2 separate regions of the Mus musculus genome follow, and region 1 is linked to region 2. The links are chromatin contacts, called in public promoter capture Hi-C maps. All regions are on one chromosome and are shown on one strand. Each heading gives the region's core, a stretch centred on a gene start, on an enhancer-like site or on the middle of the called end of the contact. The rest is flanking DNA. Distances are from core to core; before and after follow the strand shown. Region 1 overlaps Prom1 (prominin 1). Region 2 holds the start of Bst1 (bone marrow stromal cell antigen 1).

Region 1 (6,107 bases), core at 2,319-4,818, 230 kb before region 2:
TGACCTGATGAGAGCCATACTGTTATTCCCAGTGTCTGTGTGGAAAAGGTAAAGGCCTTGTGCTTGAGTCACTCAGAATGTCTATACTTTGTTCAACATTGAGATACTTTTAGAAACATGGAGTTTGTCACTAATCAATCCCATCCAACATGGTTCAAATCTTTCCTAATCTCTACTTGTTCTGTTCTGTCTCCCTGGTGTAAAGCACCCTGTGTATGTACGACTCTCTATGCAGAGCTTTTTTTTTTTTTTTTAAGCCATCTGGAAAACAAAATGCCCTTGGAATTGAAAGTAAACCATTTCCCACTTGACCTTGCTCTTAGGGTAACTTCCAGGTAATTGAAAGGAATATGAAACTCTTGGCCAGCATTCTGGTAATTCAGGACTCTACTTTCTTCAACAGAGAGTTTCTAAATGGAAAAGTCCTTAACTGAGTGCATACTGGGGTCCTCACAATAGCTACCACCTGTGGAATCTTCTTCCTGTTTTGTGTGACGTGACATATGCTGTGCTTTTCCTTTGCGTTGCAGATTGCCCTCTATGAGATCGGAGTCCTTATCTGCGCCATCCTGGGACTGCTGTTCATTATCCTCATGCCTCTGGTGGGCTGCTTCTTTTGTATGTGCCGTTGCTGCAACAAATGCGGCGGAGAGATGCACCAGCGGCAGAAGCAGAATGCGCCATGCAGGAGGAAGTGCTTGGGCCTCTCCCTCCTGGTGATTTGTCTGCTCATGAGGCAAGTCAAGTCTCCAACCGCAGGCAGCTGCCATTAGGGTGTTGCAGGGAGATTGGGGGATGTCTGCTTTTATCCATGAGTTTGTTTTATTTCTTCCTCCTCCTCCTCTCCTTTCTTCTTTTGTCTTTCTTCTTTTTTCCTCCCTCCTCCTGCATCTTTCTTCTTCTTTCATTTTTCTTCTGTCCAGAGTTCACAATGTAGACTTGGCTATCCTGGAACTCACTATATACATACACACACACACACACACACACACACACACACACACACACACATATATATATATACACACACACACACCAGTCTGGTCTTGAACTCGCAGAGATCCAGCTGTATCTGCCTCCCAAAGTGTTGGAATTAAAGGCATGTATCACTACACCCAGCCTCTTTTTTTTTGGAGACAGTATCCCACTATAGAGTATCGGTTGACCTTGAACTTAGTAAGGACTGCAAAAGTCCTGGCTGGACCTGAACATCTAATAGTGTGCCATCTAATAGTGTGCCTATTTTGATTTCCAAGTCCTGGGATAAGAGGCATGCCCCAGCACACCCAGCTAAAGTGAAACAAAACAGAAAGGGACAGTGGAAGTGACTCACAAGGGTGCCACTGTCAACTAAATAATAGCATAGTCTGGAAGTTGTCCTGTCTTACTCCCTGAGAGGTCCTTTTGGCAGTTTTTCCTCTTGTAGATGTCCTGATAAGTTGTGTGTATGTGTGTGTGTGTGTGTGTGTGTGTGTGTGTGCGCGCGTGCATGCGCCCCCCCCCCCCCCCCAGGAACACAGGAATGTGTGAATTCAGGTATGCATATGCCATGGCTTCTATGAGGTCACAGGACAACCTTGGCAGTAACTCCTCATCTTCCCCGTTTCTTAAGGCAAGGCCTCTTTGGGTTTTTTTTTCCCTGAGAGAACTCTAGGTTAGCTGCTTCAAGCTTCCAGGGATTCTCTTGTCCTCTCCTCCCATGCCCAGTAGGCATGCTGAGGTTACAGATGTTTGCCACAAAGGTCCTAGGATTTGAGTTCAAGTCTTTCCGCTTATGTGGCAAGCCCTTTTACCCACTGAGCCAGGTCTCCATCCCCAGGCAAACTTAATGGCTGAAAGCGTTTACCTCCTTCCTCTGACACCTCTGTGGAGGCTCACAGCTTGAGCAGAAGCAGGAAGGAGAGCCTCTGTTCGCTAGTTGAATCCATGACCTCTGTGAATTTGTAAAGATTGTTGAACATAAAGAACTTCCTAGTCATTTTGATACCTGCTCTTCTTGAGTGTGCCATTTGCCCCGGCTTGTGAAGTCTAGAGAATTCCTTCATAAGCCAAGGATATTCATGTGTAATTCCCGCTGTTGATAAAAGTTTCCAGCTGATGGCAGATCAGAAACATGCATGCCTGTAAGACGGTGCTGTTTTGTAGGAGCTACATCTATTTCCCAGCTGAAGACTGTCCCCCAAGAGCCCCCCTTATTGTGACACAGCTCTCCTATGCTTATGCCTTTTTAGATTTTTTTATAATTATTTTAATTTATTGTGTGTGTGGCAAATGTGCTTGCTCCCAAGGGTTGGGTAGGATACATAGATACATACAGAGTGCATACATAGTGAGGTCAGGGGGCAACTCCTGAAAGGGTCTCTTCTCTAACTTCATCATGCCTGATCTGGGGATTGAACTCTGATCATTAAGCTTGGCAGTAAGTCCCTTTACCCACTGAGCCATCTTGCCTGACCTCAGTGAGCATTTCCTACACTAAAAGAAATGAAGTGTCATGTGCACAGTGCTGAACCTGATGGCTACAGTCACGACAAGGCTCAGCGGTGAGCCCTCTACTCTGCTTTCTGAAACCACCACACTGGCTCAGCAGCTGCAAGATGGTTTAAGTCTAACCATACTAATTGGGACTTTAAGCACAAAGCAAAGTTAAGTCCTACAATTGAAGTTCTGGGTCCAAACCCAGAGGAAGTGCTTAAGTGGGGGGTCATTATTAAAGGCTTGACCAGGACGCATGGCTTATAGATATACCTACCAAAGATTCCACCGATCTAGAGCTACCTCCAAGAAAGATGACAAGAAAAAGAAATGTGCAGATCTGATAAAGCAATAAAGGGAGCACACTTTGTTCATTTGTTTGCCTTTGAGACAGTGTTTCTCTACATAGCCTGGCTATTCTGCAACTCACTCTGTAGAACAGGCTGGTCTCAAACTCACAGAAATCCACCTGCCTCTGCCTCCAAAGTGCTGGGATCAAAGGCATGTGCCACCACACTTGGAAAAACACCTTTTAATATTTGACCAAAAAAAAAAATTATGTGCAGTGACTGACGAAGCCAATGGCTGTCCCTGGTAAAGAAAGTGAAGGTCTCTGGGGAGCTGGACGGTGCTCAGCTGCTTGACCCCTGAGTTACTAGTGCAGGCCTGGGTTACCTATTGTATTGATATAAACGTGACCAACAAAGACTCCCCATCACCAACAAAAGCAATTCAGTGCCTCTTGTCCCAGAGAAGTGACAGCTGGATCAAAGACAGGGCTTACCTGAAAATAATAGAAGTATAAACATTAACCAAGTATTAGTTAGTATTAACCAAGTATTAGTTAGTATGTGCACACACAGGACCCGGATTCGTGTGCCCTTAACTTCCTGCACTTCTGCTTATTCGTTCCTTTCTCACTTGAACTCAAAGTGTGGACATATGTTCTCCATCTCTGACCTTTCTGCTCTGTCTGTCGCAAACAATTCAAATCTCTTCTTTCCCTGGTAATTCCTGAAGTGTCTGTCTCTCTCCCTACTTCCCTTTGAAGCCTTCTCAGGAATGACTAGACTCAGCAGGGCAGTATGGGAAGGGGGAGGGCAAGTTAGCAAAGGAATGCGAGTTATAGCCTAAAGACCCTTCAGACTCTACAGGGGTTCCCTAGTGTTTCCAGGAAGCTGGAGATGCGGGTTTCCTTCGCCCACAGATTTGACTTGTATGTTTTTCATCTACATACCCTAGACTTTAAGAACTAGGCTCAAATCAGGAGGTTAGGAGGTCACGCTGCCTTTGAGCTTTCCCTAAAGGCAGCTCTAGAATGTGAGAGAGAACCTTGGGACCTGGCCACATGGTTCTGCCTTCTGTCTGTCTGCAGAGGATTGCATTCCCACTCCTTTGGCTGGGTCAGCAGATGTAACTTCCTCAGAAAGAAAAAAAAAAAAAAAGAACTTGTCTTCACACTTGTCAACAACTACATTTGTCAGTGTCCCAAAGGCTATGTAAGAGAAAAGAAGGCTGAGAAGACAGCTTAGTGTTTTAGAGGGCTTGCTGCTCTTGCAGGGGACACAAGTGCAGTCCAAGCACTCCCTGGGCAGCTCCCAACCACTTGTAACTCTAGCCCCAGGGACCCAACACTCTTTCCCGGACTCTGTGAGCACTGGACTCAATTGCATGCACCCATACACAGACACACAACCATGCACGCAAATAAAGGTAAAGATGAATCTAGAAAGAAAAGAATAGCCTAAACCCATCCATGCCTTGAGTTTTGGGAAGTTTCTGGAGAGCATCGGAAGTCAGCTTTGGTAACAATTACCCTGGAGAACTAAAGCTTCTACATTTATCTAAGCATAGGATGTGCGGACCACCCCCTGGTTTGGAGGGCAGAGCATCTCAAGAAAACAGATCAGAATGTATCCCGCCAGAGTATCTTGAGTCTTTGTTAATGGGAACAAGAGATCTGGCTGTTTAAAATTTCAATAAGTAACTTTTAAGAAGGAAGAGCTCCGTGACTGCTCGCTAAAAGCATCTGTTTGGCTTTTCACTGGCCAATTTCATGAAGGCTGTAGACGGGGAAAAAATTGCTTCATTTTCTAAAGATTTGGCCTATAAAGCTCTTTTTTTTATTTAAAAAAATTTTTTTTAATTTTTGACATAATCTTACTTCTCACCTTTCTTCCCTCTAAACCCTCTCATTTACCCCTTCTTTCTCTCTTTCAAATTCATACCTTTTTTTTCATTACTTGTTGTTACATGCATATATGTGTTTGTATATACATATATTTTCTTTTATAAATTTATTTATATATTATTATTAATCATTCCATTTGTTTACATCTCAAATGATATCCCACTTCCACCACCACCCCATCCCACATCTGCCCTCCCCCTCCCTCTTTAAAAGCTCTTAAGTCTATATTTGTAAGTGTGTGAGATTATTTTCCACAGTATACAAACAATTCATAATGCCATTTATCCTAGGAATAAAAGTTCCTGTCTTCTGCGCAGAATCTGAAGACATTTTACTCTACCTCACCAAAGCACCTATTTGGTAGTTTAAGGAGAGTTACATCTGGTTCCACTGACGGGGCATGCATTGATGTTTTATGGCTTGTTTGCCTTGGGTCATTCTTTTCTCAGTGTCTTCATGCCCTAGGCATTGACTGGTATCTGTTACAATGAAGAAAAAATAATTTATGTGGCTCTAATATTTGCTTTAAAGTACAATGAATAACAGCGAGTGTCTAGCTCGATGGCAAATAGAGGCATTCATTCTCTATTTAGTTTAAATGAAAGGTTTAAGTTAGAGCTCATAACTAGAAACTAGCATTGGTCAACACAGTAAAGTCTTTATCAGTTGCTAGTATTTGCTCATTGGGAGGTTTATGTAAGAACTCAGTTTACAGGTGTTTGCTGGGAAGTTCCTTTGCGGCGTTACTTTGGAGAACTACAGAGAAAATGTTCTGCCAGCCACCTGCCATCTTCCAGGTCTCAGGCCACCCTGTTTCCTCTCTTTCTTTCTGACCATGAGGGCTTTTGAACTTGTTATTTTAAACATTGTTGTTGTTGTTGTTCTCACCGTTGGGTGTTTTATATTCATGTGTCTGCATTTTGTGCATGCCTGATGCCTGCAAAGGCCATATCCTCAGGAACTGGAATCACAGAGTGACCATGTGGGTGTTGGGATTTGAACCTGGGTCCTCTGGAAAGGCATCCTTGCTAACTGCCAAGCAGTCTTCCCAGCCCTTGGAGTTGTCATTTTTTTAACCCAAACATAAACATTTACACTGGAAATTTGCTTGGAAAGTTGTTGAGATCATTTGCAGAACTCTGTTTAGCACAGACTTTGTTGTTGTTGTTGTTGTTGTTGTTGTTAAAGTTATTGATAGCATGATTTTGATCGTCTCTAGCCGGGCTTTCTAGAACTGCGTTCTTGACAGTTGAAAGGTTTGGAAAGGATATTTTCTGAAAGGTTGTACGGCAGTTCGTTGATCTGAGTGACTTTCTTGTGAGTAAAGTCATATAGAATAAAGGACAAGGGCAGTTTCTGACATCTACGCTGAGCACACAGCAAGTGTCAGCAGATCAAGTTTAGAACAAACCTTCAAGCGTTCAGGAATGAGGACAGGCCA
Region 2 (5,662 bases), core at 2,661-5,160:
CTCAGAGACACAGACATGTCTTAGCAACACTTCCGTGGCTCCGACTTATTAGTAGCCCATCAGCTCTTCTCCCATTAAGGCTACTCTGTGGACACCTCTGATGCCTACAGTGAAGTCTCCACTTTCCTAGGCTCTCCTGTAAAATCAAAGCCATTTTTTACAGCACTAAGAATGAACACGGCTTTGAACCACTAAACACGCCACGGTGCAGGAGGAATGCTGACAGTCCCCTAGCCCCACTGATAGCTAACACTTGCCGAACATTTCTCTCTGCACCAGCCACCGCAGTAAGTATTTCATCTTCATAAACCCTCACAGATTTGTGGAGCAGAGAAAAGAGTCAGAGTAACCATTACAGTGGAAAGGAAGATACACAGAAATTAGGTAAAGGCCTGGGGGTCAGTTGGCAGATTCCACACATGCTCCACACTCGCTCGCCCATCCCAGGATTACCTGCATGGATGCACTTTTCCAATAGGAGTCCACGGCGTTGTTTTCACAGTCTTCTGATGTGGGGCAGGACTGGTAGTCAAGTCCTAGGAGAAAAGTACACAGATGCATTCCGTATTGGACATGTATTAATTTCACGTATTTGCTAATTCCACATCTGGCATGGATGCTGAAAAATGTATATACTGCATTTGCCCCTTTTCAGCCTCTGTTTCCCACATCTGGAAAATAAAGGCACAAAGGCAGAGCCCTGCTGGATTGGAATCACAGGCTCTATGGTCTGACTGTGAGGCTACACAGCTTCTTGGCTATACATTCGGAAGCAACTCCCTTAATCGTGCCGTGCCTCTGTTTCCACAACTCTCAAAATAGGACTGGTCATAGTGGATAATGTGTGGACTCTAGCCTTAATGTGTCTAAAATACCGGTAAGAGCATGCAGCAAAGGTTAGGTATACTCTGCTCACTGTTGTTTGAATCCGTTACTATAGACGCCGCCTACCTCGGAGGATTTGGGAAGGATTAAATGAGATGAACGTCTATGAAGACACCCAACACGAAAGATAAACCCACAGGCTGAGGAGCTTCGATGTGTGCAAAAGTCTTACCAGAGGCATTTTCCTGTCGACACCAGCTCAAGAAATCGCCAACTTTGCCATACAGCACGTCGCACAGGGCCACGAGGCGGCGGGTGTTCTCCCCATAGCTCATAACGAGCAGGTGGTTATTCTCCCAGAACAGTGACTGATGAGAAACAACCAGGAGTTAAAATACGAAATAAAATGGAAGCACCTTGACTGCAGTGTCGTCGAGGTAAGTCAGCAGCCGTTCCTCACGGAATGCAGACCTGCCGCAGGCCCGCAGCTTTCTCTTGCCTTGCTGCTGTGGCGCCTTTGAAGAGTGTCACCTTTGTCCTTCCTGTACTACAAAGACACCATGCAGAGCAGTGGTTCTCAACCTCCCTAATGCTGTGACCCTTTAATGCAGTTCCTCGGGCTGTGGTGACCCCCAACGGTAAAATCATTTTCATTGCTACTTGCTAAGTATCATTTTGCCACTGTTATTAATTGAGATGTAGATATTTTTGGAGATAGAGGTTTGCCAAAAGGGGTCCCACTGGTTGAGAACCGCTGACTTAGATGATGACATATCTCCCCTGTAGTACAAAATGTGTGCATCATTGCTAAGAACCTTGCATTAGGAATGATTAAGACCAGGGCTTGAAGCCTGGCTCCATCGCATGCTAGATGTGTAATCTTTGTTAAGGCATTCCGTCTCTCCGTGTGTGCCTCCGTTTCTAGCTGTGGAAAAGGAGGACCAGAAGCCGTAGGCCTTGTTCCGTAGCTCTGATTAGGAAGGTATGCGATTGCACAATGCCCTTCCTGGAGCGAACAGTGCTTCAAAACACCGAATTCTTCACAGCATACCTGGAACCTTCCAGGATAAATAGTGTCTCCACGCTGCACGTACAACAACATTCTTGGTCACTGGCTCATCTGGTCCTCAGTAGTCCAGTCTCTTTGTAGACTGGAAGGGCTACAAGAACTGCTGTTTATGTCAGACCCTTAACCCTTAATGCAGCAACACCAGGAACAGAAGGATTTCAATACGTTATTTGCTTAGTTCATTGACCAGCATAATTTTTGAATTATGTTTCTGCTTTTCCTCAACAAAGACGTAGGAAGAAACAAAAGGCAGCATAGATGTAAAAATGACACTTTGGTCCATAGCTGAAGGATCTGTCCTTACCTTGTCCCTAGGAATGGGGTGCCTGGAGAGGTTAATGAAGAGATCATAGTCTGAGGGGAGCACAGAGCAGGGGTCCTTGTCCAGCACCCCCTTGAAGGCCTCCCAGATGGCTGTGCAGTTTTTGTTCCTGTACAAAAAAGTGCCGGTCAGAACTGGAGACGCAGTTCGGAGGGTAAGGCCGCTTGTGCCATAGGCAAGAGGACCTGAGTTCATCACCCACCAACCCTGCCCATATGGCTGCCGGTGCCTCTAACCCCAGCATTGTATTAGGTGGAAACAGGAAGATGACTGGGACTTGCTGGCCACTAGCCTAACTCTAGCTTCCAGACTAAGACAGAAAATGATAGAGTAGGCTGTCTTCCTCTCTGTGGGCACAGGCACAACACACACACATACACACACACACACACACACACACACACACACACACACACACATTCTGTGCACACAACAAAACAGAGTTCTCCAGTTTAAGGAAAGCAGTCCCCTACCCCATCCCCACCTCCAGACTTATGACAGAAGCAGACAAGGCCACAGATAAAAGTGATGCTAGAAAGTGACAATTTCAATGTCAATAAACCAGGAAACTTCTGGTTTTCAGAACTCTCCTTCTCCCTCTCCCTCCCCCCTCCCTCTCCGTCCCCCTCTCCCTCCCCCTCCCCCTTCCCCTCCCCTCCCCCTTCCCCCCCCTCTGTCTGTGGTGGAGGTACTGCACATGTATCATGTAGTCAACTGTTCTAGCACTGAACCACACCTCTGGCTTTCGCCTATTCATTAAGACACAAGAGTGGAGCTCCTTGTTCAGGTTCATTAGAGGGCGAGTCTCTGGGCCCACTGAGGTCAAGTCAGGAGGCAAGACTTGGGAAGATAGGAGTGGATGCCAAGTGTTGGGAGCAGTTTCCTCTACTGAGTCAGAGTGGCTTCTGGGGCCAGTTTTCACTCCTGAGGTCCAGGACGCCTTTCAAAATCACGTTCTATAGCAATGGTCATGTTGTCCTACCTTTGGTGACAATGACCAACCTGACTTCTTATGTTATTCTCTCATTTTATTTTATTGAGCTGCATCCCAATTAAAAACAACTGGCATGAGAAAGAGTGGTGTAACAACACAAAAAAGCAGATCCAGAGAAGGAAATTATTTCAATAGGAAACACAGTGTGCACAAGGTAGGGGGAACCAGAATCCTCTAGATGGGACAAGGGGAGCTAATTCCCAAGTGGTGCTCAAAATACCCAAACTGGCAGTTGTTGATAGTAGGCAAGGCTCTTTCACTCAAATTCACCTCTAGACTGGTGTCGCATTACAGCTTTCTCCTCACCTCTACACCCACAGGGGCAGCCTTAGCAGTTTCCTCCCGGGTCTGGAAATCCCCTGCACAGGGGATCTTGTCCCTAAGAATCACCTACATACACATCACCTGCATGGAGTCCCGCTAGTCCCTCCACCTGACTTTCCAAAGCCCTCACCTCACCCCACCCTTCTGCCTTTTCACTGTCTGGCTTAGCACTTACCCCAGGCTCAGCAGCGTGGTGTACTCTGCGCAGCGGCCCAGGAAGATGCTCTGGAGGTGAGGAGTGGTACCCTCCCCTGTCCACCGCGCTCTTGCCCCCAGAAGCACTGTCAGCAAGGACAGCCATAGCCACAGCCACAGAGACAACAGGCCTCCCTGGACAGCCATCAAGAAGACTTTGATTCCTCTAGCCCGTGGCCTCTTGGACTCCTCCCAGTTCCTCTTCCACTGAGGAGGCGGTTCCCCTTAGCTGAGCTTTGGCAGGACTCATCCAGATGCCAAGCCAGCCCACCTCCCATCCTCTTTCCTCTTCCATTACGACAGAAATTAAACTTAGGGCATTGCCTGGCAAAAGACGCCTCGTGGAGGGACCCCAAAGGGAATGGGAATTTGAAGCGCGCGCGCGCACACACACACACACACACACACACACACCTCTATAGAAATCTGTTACCATGTGAGCCCTAAGCAAACTTAAATTCTGTCCTGGTTCACACAGTCTTTCCAGGAGAGACATGTGCTACCCTTAGTGAAAATTGATGGCTTTGAGAAAAGCCGAAGGCACAAGGGCACAGACAAGAATCACATGCCATTCCTAAGTTGACTCTTAGGGAGTTTGTCTGGGTGGACTCTGGATGTGACTGACTGGTGCCTGTTTTGTCTTTCCTTTTCTTCCTTTGTGAGGGACATCGTCCACAGGCATCACTTACACCTGCCCCATGGATTCTGGAGCACAGGGCTTGTTTTCTAGTTTTCCAAGTGCTCACAGATAACTTTGTCTGAGAATACAGTACGGTCAGAGCTACACTCCTTTGTAATTTAGGCAGTTTAGATGTGAGATTTGGGGACTTGAATTGATACTAAAATAAGTTCATAATTGTAGGGGACGGTAGGTTAGGTAAAGGAATTTATCATGTAGGATGGATGTGAATTTTTGAAGACCAAAGGATAACTCCAATGAAGCCAAAATACCCATTAGAGATGTTTACACTCATATTCTGGAGTTCTGTGATGATTGCCTTGCATGGTAGTGAAGGCTCTATGCCCCAGTATAAGGGAATATCAGGACCAGGAATGGGAGTGAGAGGGTTAGGGAGCAGGGGGAGGGGAGAGGGGAGAGGGAATTTTCAGAGGGGAAACCAGGAAAGGGGATAATATTTGAAATGTAAATAAAAAAATCTTTCTTTAAAAAAGAAATTGCCAAAAAAAGTAAATAAACAGCAACCCCAAAAGTCCCCAAAACCCCCAAAAAACCAATCACTATAATATGCCAAGATTGTTACACAAAGATCATTTTCAAAAACAATTTCCTAAGTGAGATTTTTTTTTCCTGTGAGGAAAATGTGAATTTCTTTCCTGAATTCCTAAGCCCCGCCAACTACTTTCTTTTGGGAAAACCCAACATACTGTGTTGTGCTAGAGCAGGTCAGTATGAGTAATTCCAATATCTGAATCAAATGTTTCAAGAGATCAGCTACTCAGTGGGCTTCCTTGTCAAAGGGAAACTTTTCACTGCGCTTTCTATACTTCTGTGACAACCTGTGGAATTTCTCTGGACGGGAAAGCAACTCAGCAGATGACACAGAAACTGCAAGTGTGTTGCTAGCCATTTCTAGCGTAGTGTTAGCTCACCTCTGTGTTCTCAGTGGAACTTGCTGCTCCATCTCTTGTGATCATTTGTAACTTTCCAGCTTATTTGATATTGACCATATATATGCTTTTCTAATTCTTTAAAATTATATAAAGACTCAGATGTGAGGTTAAATTTAAAAAGCAAAAATATCTTCCATAAAATCTTCTCCACACACACATTTTACATAAACTTTAATAGTGTTGTGTGGCTCCCCTCATGGGTATTTTTTATCATGCTGGATTGCAAAATCTATCCTGGGTTATAACTGAATAATAAGCAACATTTCTAATGGTTCTGCAATACTACAGATTAGAAGAGCTA

Evidence for each region. Promoter capture Hi-C pulls out the DNA fragments that hold promoters and counts their contacts.
Region 1: a promoter capture Hi-C map of stem cell-derived epiblast-like cells shows a contact between it and region 2, with 2.1 times the contacts expected there. The contact joins the enhancer-like site here to the promoter of Bst1 in region 2. A contact is called at or near these places in 8 of 39 promoter capture datasets (the 3T3-L1 cell line, the SN4741 cell line, cranial neural crest and 5 more), 8 of 484 Hi-C or Micro-C datasets (B cells, cerebral cortex, cortical neurons and 5 more), 1 of 115 datasets of contacts at active chromatin or transcription factors (bone marrow-derived macrophages) and 2 of 9 other capture datasets (adipose tissue and liver).

The regions. Positions count from the first base shown.
Region 1 is chr5:44,050,507-44,056,613 of GRCm38.p6, reverse strand. Prom1 (prominin 1) reads left to right here. Exons shown (of 28, transcript NM_001163577.1): 5 at 531-736. Among named protein-coding and RNA genes, the nearest start is that of Prom1, 48 kb to the left of the region's middle. Within about 2 kb of position 3,568, at least 21 of the 459 cell types and tissues checked have an H3K27ac peak or open chromatin away from gene starts, as enhancers often do. A contact at or near this core is called in stem cell-derived epiblast-like cells, where this site is marked.
Region 2 is chr5:43,817,141-43,822,802 of GRCm38.p6, reverse strand. Bst1 (bone marrow stromal cell antigen 1) reads right to left here and starts at 3,910. Exons shown (of 9, transcript NM_009763.3): 1 at 3,710-3,910; 2 at 2,199-2,325; 3 at 1,058-1,193; 4 at 454-536. The coding sequence starts at 3,876.